3 separate regions of the Mus musculus genome follow, and all the other regions are linked to region 3. Evidence: chromatin contacts called from public HiChIP or PLAC-seq data. All regions are on one chromosome and are shown on one strand. The core of a region is the stretch at or near the end of the contact, and the rest is flanking DNA. Distances in the headings are between cores, read along the strand shown. Region 1 holds the start of Arhgap45 (Rho GTPase activating protein 45). Region 2 holds the start of Dot1l (DOT1-like, histone H3 methyltransferase (S. cerevisiae)). Region 3 holds the start of Mbd3 (methyl-CpG binding domain protein 3).

Region 1 (3,887 bases), core at 725-3,224, 380 kb before region 3:
CAGAGGAGCTTTTTGGATGGAGTCCAGGGGAGGTGAGGAGTGTCTGTCCTTCGATACAGGTGTGCCAGGTCCTCTGAGTGGGCGTAGTCTCTTAGACTCGTGGGCGTGGCTCGCAGCAGGGTAGGGTGAGAAGGAATTGGGTTGGGTCCAGGTGTCCAAGACAGGCCAAGGACAGGTCTAGTAGGGAGTATCGAGATTTCGAGGAGCAATAGGGGCCATGGCCTGCATCCCTGGTCCTGTCCCCTCCAGGTTCGGGGCTGGCCACACACTGACTCTAAGGGTCCCACCGGACCAGCCTGAGCCGGCGATAGCCTTCATCAGGATCACATTCCCTGGGGCTGAACTCCGGGAGGTGCACGGCAGCCGTCTGCGCTTCCAACTGCCACCGGGGGGCAGATGCACCCTGACACGAGTGTTCAGGGAGCTGGCTGCCCAGGGCAGGGCCCACGGTGTGGAGGACTTCTCTGTGAGCCAGACCACTCTGGAGGAGGTGACTTCGGGCACCATCAAAGGGTTTGAAGGGAAGAGCTGAGGTGCCTCAGGACCCTGGGCTGACATCTACCCCCACCCCATGCATTTCTGCCCCCTCCATGTCTCTGCCCTGCCAGGTGTTCCTATATTTCTCCAAAGACCAAGGGGAAGAGGAAGAGAGCAGTCGGCAGGAGGCTGAAGAAGAGGAGGTTTCCAAACCTGGCCGGCAGCATCCCAAACGTGTCAGCCGATTCCTGGAAGACCCCAGCTCTGTGGAGACCATGATCTGAGCATGCCTGCCTTGGGACTGAGTGGCAAAGCTCAGACAGAGGATCTCTGTACCATACGCTGGCTCCCAGAAAGCCTTGGGCTCTGGGGGAAATAAAAAGAAACTAGAATGAGAATGAGGCCACGGCTGAGTTTGTGTTTTAGGAGTCTTAGCTCTGTACAGTCCCATACACTATCACATGTACAGTATGCGCGTGTGTCCTGCTGTGAATTGCCTGCAACACGGACACTTCCCAGGTGTCCAGTCACACGTATCCTGACCTGCATGTACCTATGTGGGTCTGACACCCAAGGGCGGGACTTGTGAGTGTTTCTGACCGTGAAGTAGAGATGAGGTCAGGCTTGTGGAATGTTCCAGACGGTATAGAGGACCCTGGTACTTTCCTGGCCTGACCGGACCAGAAGCCCACCCCAGAGCCAGCCAGTCTTCATCCTGAGACAACCTCCCAAGCCCACCCCCAGCCATCCAACTATGAGTGGGAGGCACGGGACCCTTAAGGGGCTCCTCGGCTGGGTTTGTGGCTGGACCAGAGCTTGGAGAGCGGGCCTAGGTACTGCAGGCTGCGGCCTTTCTGGGCTGTGTCCCCGAGAGCCACCCAGTGTGCCTGAGGTCAGTGGAGTTTGGGATGGTTAAGGGACATGGTGTCTAAATTATTAAATAGTACCTCTGGGGATCCTGAGACCTGAAGCTCAGAGCTGGGATATAGAGGGCAGAGTGGGAGTGGGAGCTAAGTGGAGGCCAGCAGGGCAGTGGAGCTCCTGGGTTGCTGGATGGAAGCCACCCAGGCATGGCACCTTCAGGTCCTATGGTCCCCAGAAGACTGTAAGGCTGGTGATTATAGGGAATGGGGGGTCACCTGTGCATGGTGAGGGACTCAGGGGGTGTCTGTTTGATCTGTGTGTGAACCTGTTGCTCAGCCTCCTCTCTGGTCTTTCATATCAGTATACACATGACACTGCCTTTCTTGACTGTATGTTATGTCCCAAGCAAGAGTCAGCTAATGCCTGGATCGGGTGGCCACACAGGACACAGGCTGCAAGTGGAAGGTGGCCTGCTGTGGGGAACCTGTGTCAGAGTCAGTGTGCAGAGTCCTATAAGAGCTGACACTTGGGACAGTCACACTGGGGGCGGATCTGAGGTGTCACCTCCCTCCCTCTGCTGGGGAGCCTTTTCCTGTGTAGGAGACTTATGCGCCAATGAGAGCCAAGCCAGTCACGTGTGGCTCTGACAGCTGGGGAGGGGGTGGCCCTGAGCAATGTGGTCCAGAGACAGCCTGCACCAGGAGTTGCAGGACTGAGACCACCCCCAGACTCCCACCCTGCCGTTGCCCGCCTGTCCTCACCTAGGGCCACTGGGGCTGACTCCACCATGTTCTCTCGGAAGAAGCGAGAACTTATGAAAACTCCCTCTATTTCCAAAAAGAACCGCGCGGGGAGCCCCAACCCGCAGTCCTCCTCAGGGGTGAGTGGGGCACAGAGCGGGTGGGGACCCAGGATGACACCCACAGCCTGTGGTCACTGATGGGCATAGCATGCAACTACAACACCATGCTGGGTCCACGCTGGGGGAACCGGGCCAGCTATAGTCCACACCAGGCAGAATGGCCGGCGACAAGGAGTGGCCTGAACCTAGGAGGCCGCATTACGGTAGGTAGGGATGGCCTTGGGTGGCAACCAAGTCACCCATCTTGATGAGGGATGTCCCCGTCGTGTGCCAATGACGGTTGTGGGTAGTGGGTAGAACTGGTATTGGAGTCTAGTGACTACACTGTAATATGGGGTCTGGGCAATTTTAGGGTTCTGAAAGCCAATGGGGAACTGGTGTTGAACTGGGGTGCAGGTGTACAGAGCAGATTGGGGGGGTCTCCAAGTTTCTCCAGGACCTGCTGCTGCCTGCTGAGCTTTTGAGAATTTGTGAGGTTTAGGGGTACCTCTACTAGGTCTGGGGGTGTCCTGAGACACAGGAGCCTGATGATCTTTTCAGGTCACAGAAGTTATCCATGTTTTTAGAAAGTGGACACCCGTAGAGGTATCTGGGGTGGCTACAGGGTTAGAGACTCACAAGAGTCCTCCCCACCCCCACCAGGAAGTGGGGTGCCCCCTCCCTCCTGTGCCCCACAGGCCCCGCCTCTGGCTGTGGTTTGGGTAGGGACGGTTGTTTGTGAAAGCTATAGACAGGAGGATGTTGGGTAACAGGTGGGGGGGGGGGAGCTTAAAATTCTCTGCCCACTGACCTCTGACCCCTGTGAGGACTTTCTGGGGAAACTGAGGCAGTGTCTGGGATGGGGGATCCCCTTGACTCCTCTTCCCTATGCATACCTAGGAGCTGCCCAGGAAGGATTGGACAGAAGCTCCCGGCCTGGAGCCACCAGCCACATCCCTGTCCACGGTAGCCAAGGGCACAGGGACACTCAAAAGACCCACCAGCCTGAGCCGCCATGCCAGTGCAGCAGGCTTCCCGCTCTCGGGCACTGCCACCTGGACCCTGGGCCGTGGGTACCGAAGCCCCCTTTCTGCGGCCAGTCCGGCAGAGTTACCCACTGAGGGAGCTTTCCCTGATGGCGTAGAAGACATCTCAACCCTGCTGGCGGATGTGGCCCGCTTTGCTGAGGGCTTGGAGAAGCTCAAGGAGTGTGTGCTGCAGGACGGTGAGGATCTTCAGAGCAGCACGGAGGGAGGGCAGGAGGTGGGCAGCCTCTCAGCCCAGCACTCAGGCAGGAGGATCTCTGTGAGTCTACACTTGAGTCTTATGCAGGTCAGCCAGAATTACAGTGAGACCCTGACTCAGAAAGAATGAAAGAAAGAAAGAAAGAAAGAAAGAAAGAAAGAAAGAAAGAAAGGAAGGAAGGAAGGAAGGAAGGAAGGAAGGAAGGAAGAAAGAAAGAAAGAAAGAAAGAAAGAAAGAAAGAAAGAAAGAAAGAAAGAGAAAGAGAGAGAGAGAGAGAAGTGGCGCACGCCTTTAATCCCAGCACTTGGGAGGCAGAGGCAGGTGGATTTCTGAGTTCAAGGCCAGCCTGGTCTACAAAGTGAGTTCCAGGACAGACAGGGCTATACAGAAAAACCCTGTCTCGAAAAGCCAAAAAAAAAAAAAAAAAAAAAAAAAGGTAGAAGAAGAAAAAGGGCGGGGG
Region 2 (3,730 bases), core at 234-2,733, 360 kb after region 3:
AGGCATTTTCTTAATTAGTGATCAAGGGGGGAGGTCCCCTTGTGAGTGGTGCCATCCCTGGGCTGGTAGTCTTGGGTTCTATAAGAGAGCAAGCTGCAGCCAGGGCTACACAGAGAAACCCTGTCTTGGGAAAAAAATGTATTTAAGAGAGAGAGAGAGAGAGAGAGAGAGAGAGCGCAAGCTGAGCAAGCCAGGGGAAGCAAGCCAGTAAAGAACATCCCTCCATGGCCTCTGCATCAGCTCCTGCTTCCTGACCTGCCTGAGTTCCAGTCCTGACATCCTTTGGTGATTAACAGCAATGTGGAAGTGTAAGGTGAATAAACCCTTTCCTCCCCAACTTGCTTCTTGGTCCTGATGTTTGTGCAGGAATAGAAGCCCTGACTGAGACACCAAGCTACAGAGTCTTTTACCACGTCATTTAGTTTTGGAACGAGGGCTCACTGAGTTGCCCAGGCTGGCCCGGAATTTACTTGGTAGCTCAGCATGGCTTCTAGCTCCGGATCCTTCTTTTGGGGGCTGGCAAGCGCTAGGATGAGGGGTGGGAGCCATCTCCCCTAGATTACATTCACTCCCATGTAGTCAGGAAGAAGAAGCAGCTATCCAGAAGCGGCTGGTGAGCTGGTGACAGCTCACCTCAAGGTAACTTATTCTCAGAAGGTTTTGGGGGGAGGGAACTTAAGTATTAGAAGGATTGGAATGGCCTAAGAAGGAAATAAGTTTGGCTCCTGACTCTGTAAAGTTCTGGGCAGGTCAGAGAATAACATTGCTTTGAACTCTTAATTGAGAGCCTCCGACCTATAGGGTCCAATTTGACTGATGATTTATTAATTAACTTATTGCTCACATCTTTAATCCCAGCTCTCAGGAGGCAGAGGCAGGTGGATTTTGGTAAATTCGAGGTCAGACTGGTCAACAGAATGAGTTCCTGGACAGCCAGGGACACCCTGTCTCAAAAAAAAAAAAAAAAAAAAAAGCATGTAAATAAACAATAAGCAGATAGGCTAGAAAAGTGAAAAAATAGAAAAGCTAAAGAAGGGGAAAAATTGAAAAATGAAAAAAAAAAGAAAGAAAGAAAAAGCCAGAAAAACAGAAAAAGAAAATTGACGGGAAGGGAAGAGAAAGAAAAAGAACAGGAAATGGAAAGAAAAGAAAAAAGCAAAGCAAAGCGAAGGGACGCGAAGCAAGCCTGTGCAACTGGGATTTGAACTTGACCCCGCCTGGTCTCTCTCGCTTTCCTCCGCAGGGTTTCCCCGGGTCCCCGCTTCCGGCTGGCGGCGACGTCGGAGGGCAACCGAGGACGTGCGTGCGCCGCTGCGTGCGTAAGTGCGTGCGTCGGTCGGAGGAGGGCGAGTCCAAGGGGGCGTGGCGTGCGAGGGGTGGCGCGCGCGGCGCGGCGGGCGGAGGCTCTGGGCGCGCACCGCCTCTTGGCTCCCGGCCTCCCCCGCGCGCGCTCGCCGAGTGGTTCCGCCCGACCCCCCGGCTCATTGTGCCTTCTCCTCACGCCGGCCCAAGATGGCGGCGGCTCTAGACGCCCCGGCTCTGTGACTCCTACAAAGAGGGGAGCTGGGGCCACACGGGAGCGGCGGCCGAGGCACAGGCCGGGCCGTCTGTCCTCAGCCGTCCGCCCCGCGTCCGCCCGTGTCCGCCCGCCCGGCTTCCCGCCGGTGGCCCCGCCCCTCCCCCAACCGCCCGCCTAGCATGGTGCGGCGGCCGCGCGCGCCGACATGGGCGAGAAGCTGGAGCTGAGGCTCAAGTCGCCTGTGGGCGCCGAGCCCGCCGTCTACCCGTGGCCGCTGCCGGTCTACGTGAGTGTACTTGCGGAGAACGCGGGGGTAGGAGTCGTGGGGCTCCGCGGCGGCAGCGGCGGCGGCGGCGGGTCCTTGGCCGTTCTCGGCCCGCGCCTGCCGTTGCCCTGACGCGGCCGGTCGCGTTGTCGCCGCCGCCGGCCCGGAGCCCCGCGTCTCCAGCCTTTGAGGACCTGAGTCTGGACCGACCTTGTGGGCAGGGGTGTAGAGACTGAGAAGTCGGGGATTCCTTGCCTTTCGTGGCGACCCCTCATGTTGTCACCTCAAATTGTCACCTCACGTGCCCTCTTCCAGTCATCTGTTTCTTATCCTGATGCCTTCTCCTATTGTCCTCTATGCCCTTTCTCGTTGTCACCTTTTGATGTTCATGGGCAGGTGCTAAAAAGAACCCTAGGAAGTCAGGGGGAGGTTGGCCCTTGGGTTTGGGTTGTCCCCCCACGTTCGTGGAGTGGTAGGAGGGCTCCGAATAGTTGTTTCTTCATGTCAGGGTGCCCGGCTGAAAGAACCTGAGAAGTTAGAGAGGTTGTCATCTCAATTTGTACCTCATGTGTCGTTTGACGTTGGTGGATTGGCCTGGAGGTACATTGGAATGCTGGAGCAGTTGTTTCTTAATGTTGGTGGCATGGCTAGAGGGGACTTAGGGAGTCTGGAGGTTGTCCTCTCATGCTGGTGGGTAGAGCTGGTGCGACTCTGCAAAGCTGGAGGTGTTATCCCTTAAAGTGGAAGTGCCAGAGGCAAGTGGGTTCTGAAGTCCAGGAGGGCCTGCGGAGGTCAGTGTACTGTCCCCTTGTGGCCCTTTGTATGCTTTGAGTAGAAGATACAGCAGTGGGGTTCCCTGGTGCTGCTGAGTTCACATCCTCACTGGGGTCCCAGGGAACATGTGTGTCCTGGGATGCCCTTGCACCTGTCCTCTGCCTCTTCGAATTAGGCAGCCCTGTGTGTCCTTGAACATTCCCACAAGTGTCCACTCAACTCTCCTGAGGTCAGCAAGATGGCTCAGCAACAGTCTTATAATCTGAGTTCCATGTTTGGGACATGGGCAGAAGGGAGAGTACCAACTTCCACAAGTTCTCTGACCTCACTGTGTGCACAGACACAGCCACTCACAAATGTAATAGGAATTTTGAAATATCTGTTTGTGTGTATGCTGGTCATGGTGGCACACACTTTTAATCCTGGCACTTGGCAGAGGCAGGAGGAGTCCTGACCAACCTGGTCTATAGTGTGGGTTCCTGGTTGGTGGTCTGCCTACAAAGAGTCTGAGAAATTGGGGAGGCTTGTCCCTCTTCTTACCACGACTGGAAGGACTGTGGGAAATGGGAAAAGTTGTCCCCTGGTGTTGGTGGAGTCTGAGAGGTTGGGAAGTCCGGGAGGTTGTCTGGTGAGGCTGTCTGGAAGAGCACACTCTTTAGTACGTTCCCTCTCAGAGTTGGCTGTTCTGACTAGCCACCCTTCGCAGGGCAGTTCTGTGAGTTGTGGTCACAGTCGAGGTGCAGCCTACTTCAGCCACCTCAGCCTCCCCTCCACTGTCCTTCTGTCATTTGCCTCCCACTTCCTTGGCTGTCACATTGTGTTCTCTGCTAGCAGCTTTTTCTAGAAAGTCCAGGGAATGATCAGCAACTCTGCAGTGTTCACCCGGGAGAATGTGTCTGAGACTTGCCCACCCACGCTGTCTGAGGGTTTGAGGCTGCCCCTAGTTTTTCTTTTAGCTGGGCAGCATCCTTTGGGCAGTGAGCCAAGTTTGGTGATGATTCTGCCAGTCATAGGATGCCTGTGCTGGCCTAGTGTTTTCTTTTTCTATTGTTTCTTTGGTCTTGTTATATAGTGGCTGACCTGGAACTCATTCTGTAGCTCAGGCTGGCCTTGAACTTGCAGTGATATCCAGCTTCTGCCCCAAGTGCTGGTTGGGATGATGGGCTTGTACC
Region 3 (3,897 bases), core at 779-3,278:
GGCCTAAGGAGCTCGGCTCTGTAGGTCTGTGTGCACATGGAGTGTGCCCAACAGCTTGCTGAGTGGGACAGTTTGAGCTGCCCTCATCCAGCGATAGGCCCATAGTACACCCAGGGCTGACATCCTAACTCTCCAGCCCTAAGTGTTTCCAAGGTATGTGGGAGGAGTCCGTGAAGAAGAGACTGTCTATACAAATGCGTTGGAAAGCACTGGTGGCTATTCTGGGGCATGGATGTGAGCTAGCAGCTGTGGGGGATGAGACAAGTGGGACAGGTACAGCTTGGGGACAAGGTGTCTTTGGATCATCTCTCAGAGGTGTTGGCCCCATTGCAAGTAAGGGAGAAGGGGAGGAAGTCCCATGCACACAGGGCACCATTTGCATGTAGCCCTACTGGGAAAAACCCTACCTACTGCAGACCTATTAGAAGCAACAACCCCATCCCTCTTTGCAGTCTGAAAGGAACCCAAGTTAGCCCTGGCTTCCAACCTTACTGCCAAAACCCACGACTCCTTAAGACCAAAGGGCCAGGCAGTTCAACTCACAATGCACCACCCAATTCCGGGTGCAGTGGAGTAGGGACAACTACAGTCGGCTAAAAAGGTAGATGCTCCAGCCGTAGGGCAGCATGCATGCGGCCCAGGATTCTATTCACACCACTGGGGATAGAACTGGGGAAGAACAGCAGGTGTAGGTTGCCTGGCTATTATTCAGATAGACAGCTTTCACTGCCCTGATTAAAAGGTTGCAAATATGGTCTATGTAGACGCTGCCTCAAAAAAAAAAAAAAAAAAAAAAAAAAAAGGCTGGAGAGTTGGCTAAGAGGTCATGAGTTCAATTGCTAGCAACCACATGGTGGCTCACAACCTTCTATTGGGTGATCTGATGCTCTCTCTTCAAGCAGGCAGAGCACTCATGCATTAAATAAATAAAAAATTTAAAATATTTTTTAAAGAGCAGACTTATTCATAAAAAAGTCTTGCACACAAAAACCACATTCACATTAGTCAGAAGCCACTGTGATGTTACATTTGGGGCCACCGCTCAAGAAGAGCAAGGGCTTTGGAAACGCCATAAAAATGGGGGACATTTTGCTGAACAAGAAGCCAAACCCAAATTTATGCAGGTGAGGGGATCAGGCCACCTGGGGCAGTTCCCTTGCTTCCCGAAACCATGATAAAGTCCCCGCGAGGGTCAAAGGGTCAGCCCATCCCCCTCCCACCCCCGCTTCCCAGCGGCGTCTGGCCAAGGCCCGGGCGCCCCTCGCACGGCGCGCACGGTCCCCGATTCCTTGGAGGACAAAAGCCCGCGCCACAGGCGGGCTAAAAGCCACGAGGCTGAAGCCTTGGCTGCAGGCGTGGCGCACGCGCACTCACAGCAGCGCTGGGTGGCGCGGATCAGCAAAAGGCAAGGCACTGGGTTCAACGCATGCGCGCTGAGGCGAGCCATGGCCGGCGCGTGCGCACTGACCACAGCTGGCACGTAGGACGCACGCTCGGACGCACGCTCGGACGCACGTCGCCCGGCCCAGACCGCGGCCCGCAGTCGGGGCGCCCAGGCCGCCGCAGAGGCCGCTGGGAGGCGCCCGTTGGGGCCCTGCGCGGCCGGCGCGCTCATTCACCTATAGTAAAAGACATCCCTGTGGCCGGCCGACAGCCCCGACCTCCTGGGCACTTCTTCCCTTTCCCAGCCCTGCGGGAGCGCCGGGCACTCCCACCTCTTCCGCTCCATTGCGCCCCGGCTTTTCCGCCCGCCGTGGCCGATGCCGCCGCCGCCGCCGCTTCTGCAAGTTGCGACCCCCGGGCTCGTCGCCGATTCGGCTCCCTCCGCCGCCGCCACTCGCCGCAGCTGTTCTGTCCCACGGGCCTCCGCCCTCCGCCCCCAGCCGGGCGCGCGCCGGCTTCGCCACCCGCTCGGCCCCCTCCCCGCGCTTCACAGCCCCCGCTAGGGGGGCCGCTCCGCCCACCCGCCCGCGCGTGGGGCTCGTCTGCGCAGGCGTGGAGTCGGCCCCGCCCCTTCGCGCTCGCAGGACCAGTCTGACTGCCGTCCAGACTCTCTGCGCAGCCGCGGCCCCGACCCAGCCTTCGCTTGCCTTCAAGACCCGCCCCAAGGCTGTGAAGCCAATCAGATCACTTCAGCTCCTCGGCTTAAAATGCACAGTTGGCTACGTCCCGCCTTGCGGGAGACGCCCACAGGGCATGGAGACCAATCAGCGCTCAGAACCTCGTTCTGTGCTTAACTTCTCATATAAATCTGCTCTGAGACAAGGACAGCCAATCAGCGTGGCCGGGGTGGGACAACCATTGCGTTTGCGCTCTAGACTCCGGAAGCACAGTGTGTGCTGCACCTGGTCTGTACCAAGCTGGAGCAGTTTCGCCCGAGCTGCCGTCCTGGTCCTGGGGTCGCGCTGGGCTGCACCTGCGCAGTGTGCGTTTGTCAGGGACCCGCCTGGGCTTTGTGAAAAAGATCGAGTACAACTCGGGGCCTTCGACGCAGTCCTGCTTCCCTCTGCGTTTCGTTCTGGCCTCTCGGCTGTTCCAGCCCCAGCCTCTATTGCGTTACTGCGAGGACAGAAATGCACCACCACTCCCGGCTTCACCAAGAACTATTTAAGAAGTTTGTTCTTTGCAGCAGTACTGAAAATAGAAAGCAGAACCTTACACGTGGTAGACTTTCTGCCGTTAGGCTGCACCCCAGCCTGAGTTTGATGGCTCACGAACCTATTTAGAACATTCCTGGCCAGCCTGGGCCACACAGCAATACCCTAAAATCAGGCCAGGAATAGTGGCACGTGCTTGCCATCTCAGCACTGGGATAGTGGAGGAAGGAGGATCAAGCACTTCAAGACCAGCTTGGAGTTTACTAGATCCAGCATCAGAAGGAAGAACAAAACCAAAAACTGGTTTCTAAGTTAGTGAATGGAGTCACTCGCACTATCGCCCCTTGTCTACCGCAGCCCTGAGGACAGGGAGCTGGGGGGTCACTTACTCCTGCTTGGTACTGTCGGCTGCTTTGCCACTCAGGCCCAGCCAGACTTACCCAGGGAACATGCCTGAAGGCCAACTACCTTCTCACCCAGGCTTCCATTATACAGTACCTGGAAGACCTCTCTTTGAAAGGGGACCCTCCCTGACAAGGAGAGCTGCCAAGGGATCATGAGGTGAAATCACAACACATTTAAAGATCTTTGTCTTGCCTGCAATTTTTGGAGCTCAGGAACTGTATTTTATGAGCTAGGATTTGGGTCCCCAGATCAGGAGGAGAGATCAGATCACAGTGAAGAAGGTCAGGGGGACATGGAGGCTGGGATTAGTGTTTTGTATTTTTGAGTCAGAGTCTGACTTTGTAGCTTTCCCTGGCCTTGAACTCCGAGATCCTTCTGCCCCCTGCTTCCCAGGTGCTGGGATTAAGCCAGGCTTGGTGTCTGACAGATTTTTGCATGTGAGAATGGCAGCAGAAAATTGACACTGGGGTTCTCAATTCTCTATTTTTGAATTTTAAAAATCTGTGCCTCTTACCATCCAGAACCATCTAACTTCCCCAGACTGGGTCTCTCAGCTTGTAGCTTACTGCTTTATCTGGGCTGGCAGGAAGGGAGGTCTCAGACATGCAGCCTCCGGGCAAGGAAGTTCAGGCTCTCACGCGTGTTTGCCAAGCTGGTTACTCAACTGTCTTTCTCCTTCCATCTTTTTTATTCTTAAACCAATAAGGGGTTTTAAGTGGCCCAGGATGTCCTGAACCTTGCTATGTAGCTGGGGTGACAGTTATGAAGTGCTGGAGATGGACCAAGAGCCTTGTACACCCTAAAGGAGCTCCATCCCTAGCCGTTTCTGATCTTGACAACTTTCCTGAGTTTATCTTACTGTGTGAATAGGTCAGAGCTTGCGCTCAGGTATGAT

What was found. HiChIP or PLAC-seq counts read pairs in DNA pulled down with a chosen protein or histone mark.
Region 1: a contact with region 3 is called in a FOXA1 HiChIP or PLAC-seq map of pancreatic cancer cells. The contact joins the promoter of Arhgap45 here to the promoter of Mbd3 in region 3. A contact is called at or near these places in 2 of 115 datasets of contacts at active chromatin or transcription factors (embryonic stem cells and pancreatic cancer cells) and 1 of 9 other capture datasets (embryonic stem cells).
Region 2: an HNF4G HiChIP or PLAC-seq map of pancreatic cancer cells shows a contact between it and region 3. The contact joins the promoter of Dot1l here to the promoter of Mbd3 in region 3. A contact is called at or near these places in 4 of 39 promoter capture datasets (liver, neural stem cells and pre-B cells), 5 of 115 datasets of contacts at active chromatin or transcription factors (astrocytes, embryonic stem cells, extraembryonic endoderm stem cells and 2 more) and 2 of 9 other capture datasets (liver and pancreatic islet).

Annotation. Positions count from the first base shown.
Region 1 is chr10:80,014,698-80,018,584 of GRCm38.p6, forward strand. It overlaps Arhgap45 (Rho GTPase activating protein 45), which reads left to right and starts at 1,975. Exons shown (of 23, transcript NM_001142701.1): 1 at 1,975-2,221; 2 at 3,083-3,407. The coding sequence starts at 2,129. Abca7 (ATP-binding cassette, sub-family A (ABC1), member 7) reads left to right here. Exons shown (of 47, transcript NM_001347081.2): 46 at 250-490; 47 at 609-875. The coding sequence ends at 761.
Region 2 is chr10:80,753,720-80,757,449 of GRCm38.p6, forward strand. It overlaps Dot1l (DOT1-like, histone H3 methyltransferase (S. cerevisiae)), which reads left to right and starts at 1,484. Exons shown (of 28, transcript NM_199322.2): 1 at 1,484-1,805. The coding sequence starts at 1,725.
Region 3 is chr10:80,397,503-80,401,399 of GRCm38.p6, forward strand. It overlaps Mbd3 (methyl-CpG binding domain protein 3), which reads right to left and starts at 2,029. Exons shown (of 7, transcript NM_001306143.1): 1 at 1,716-2,029. The coding sequence starts at 1,729.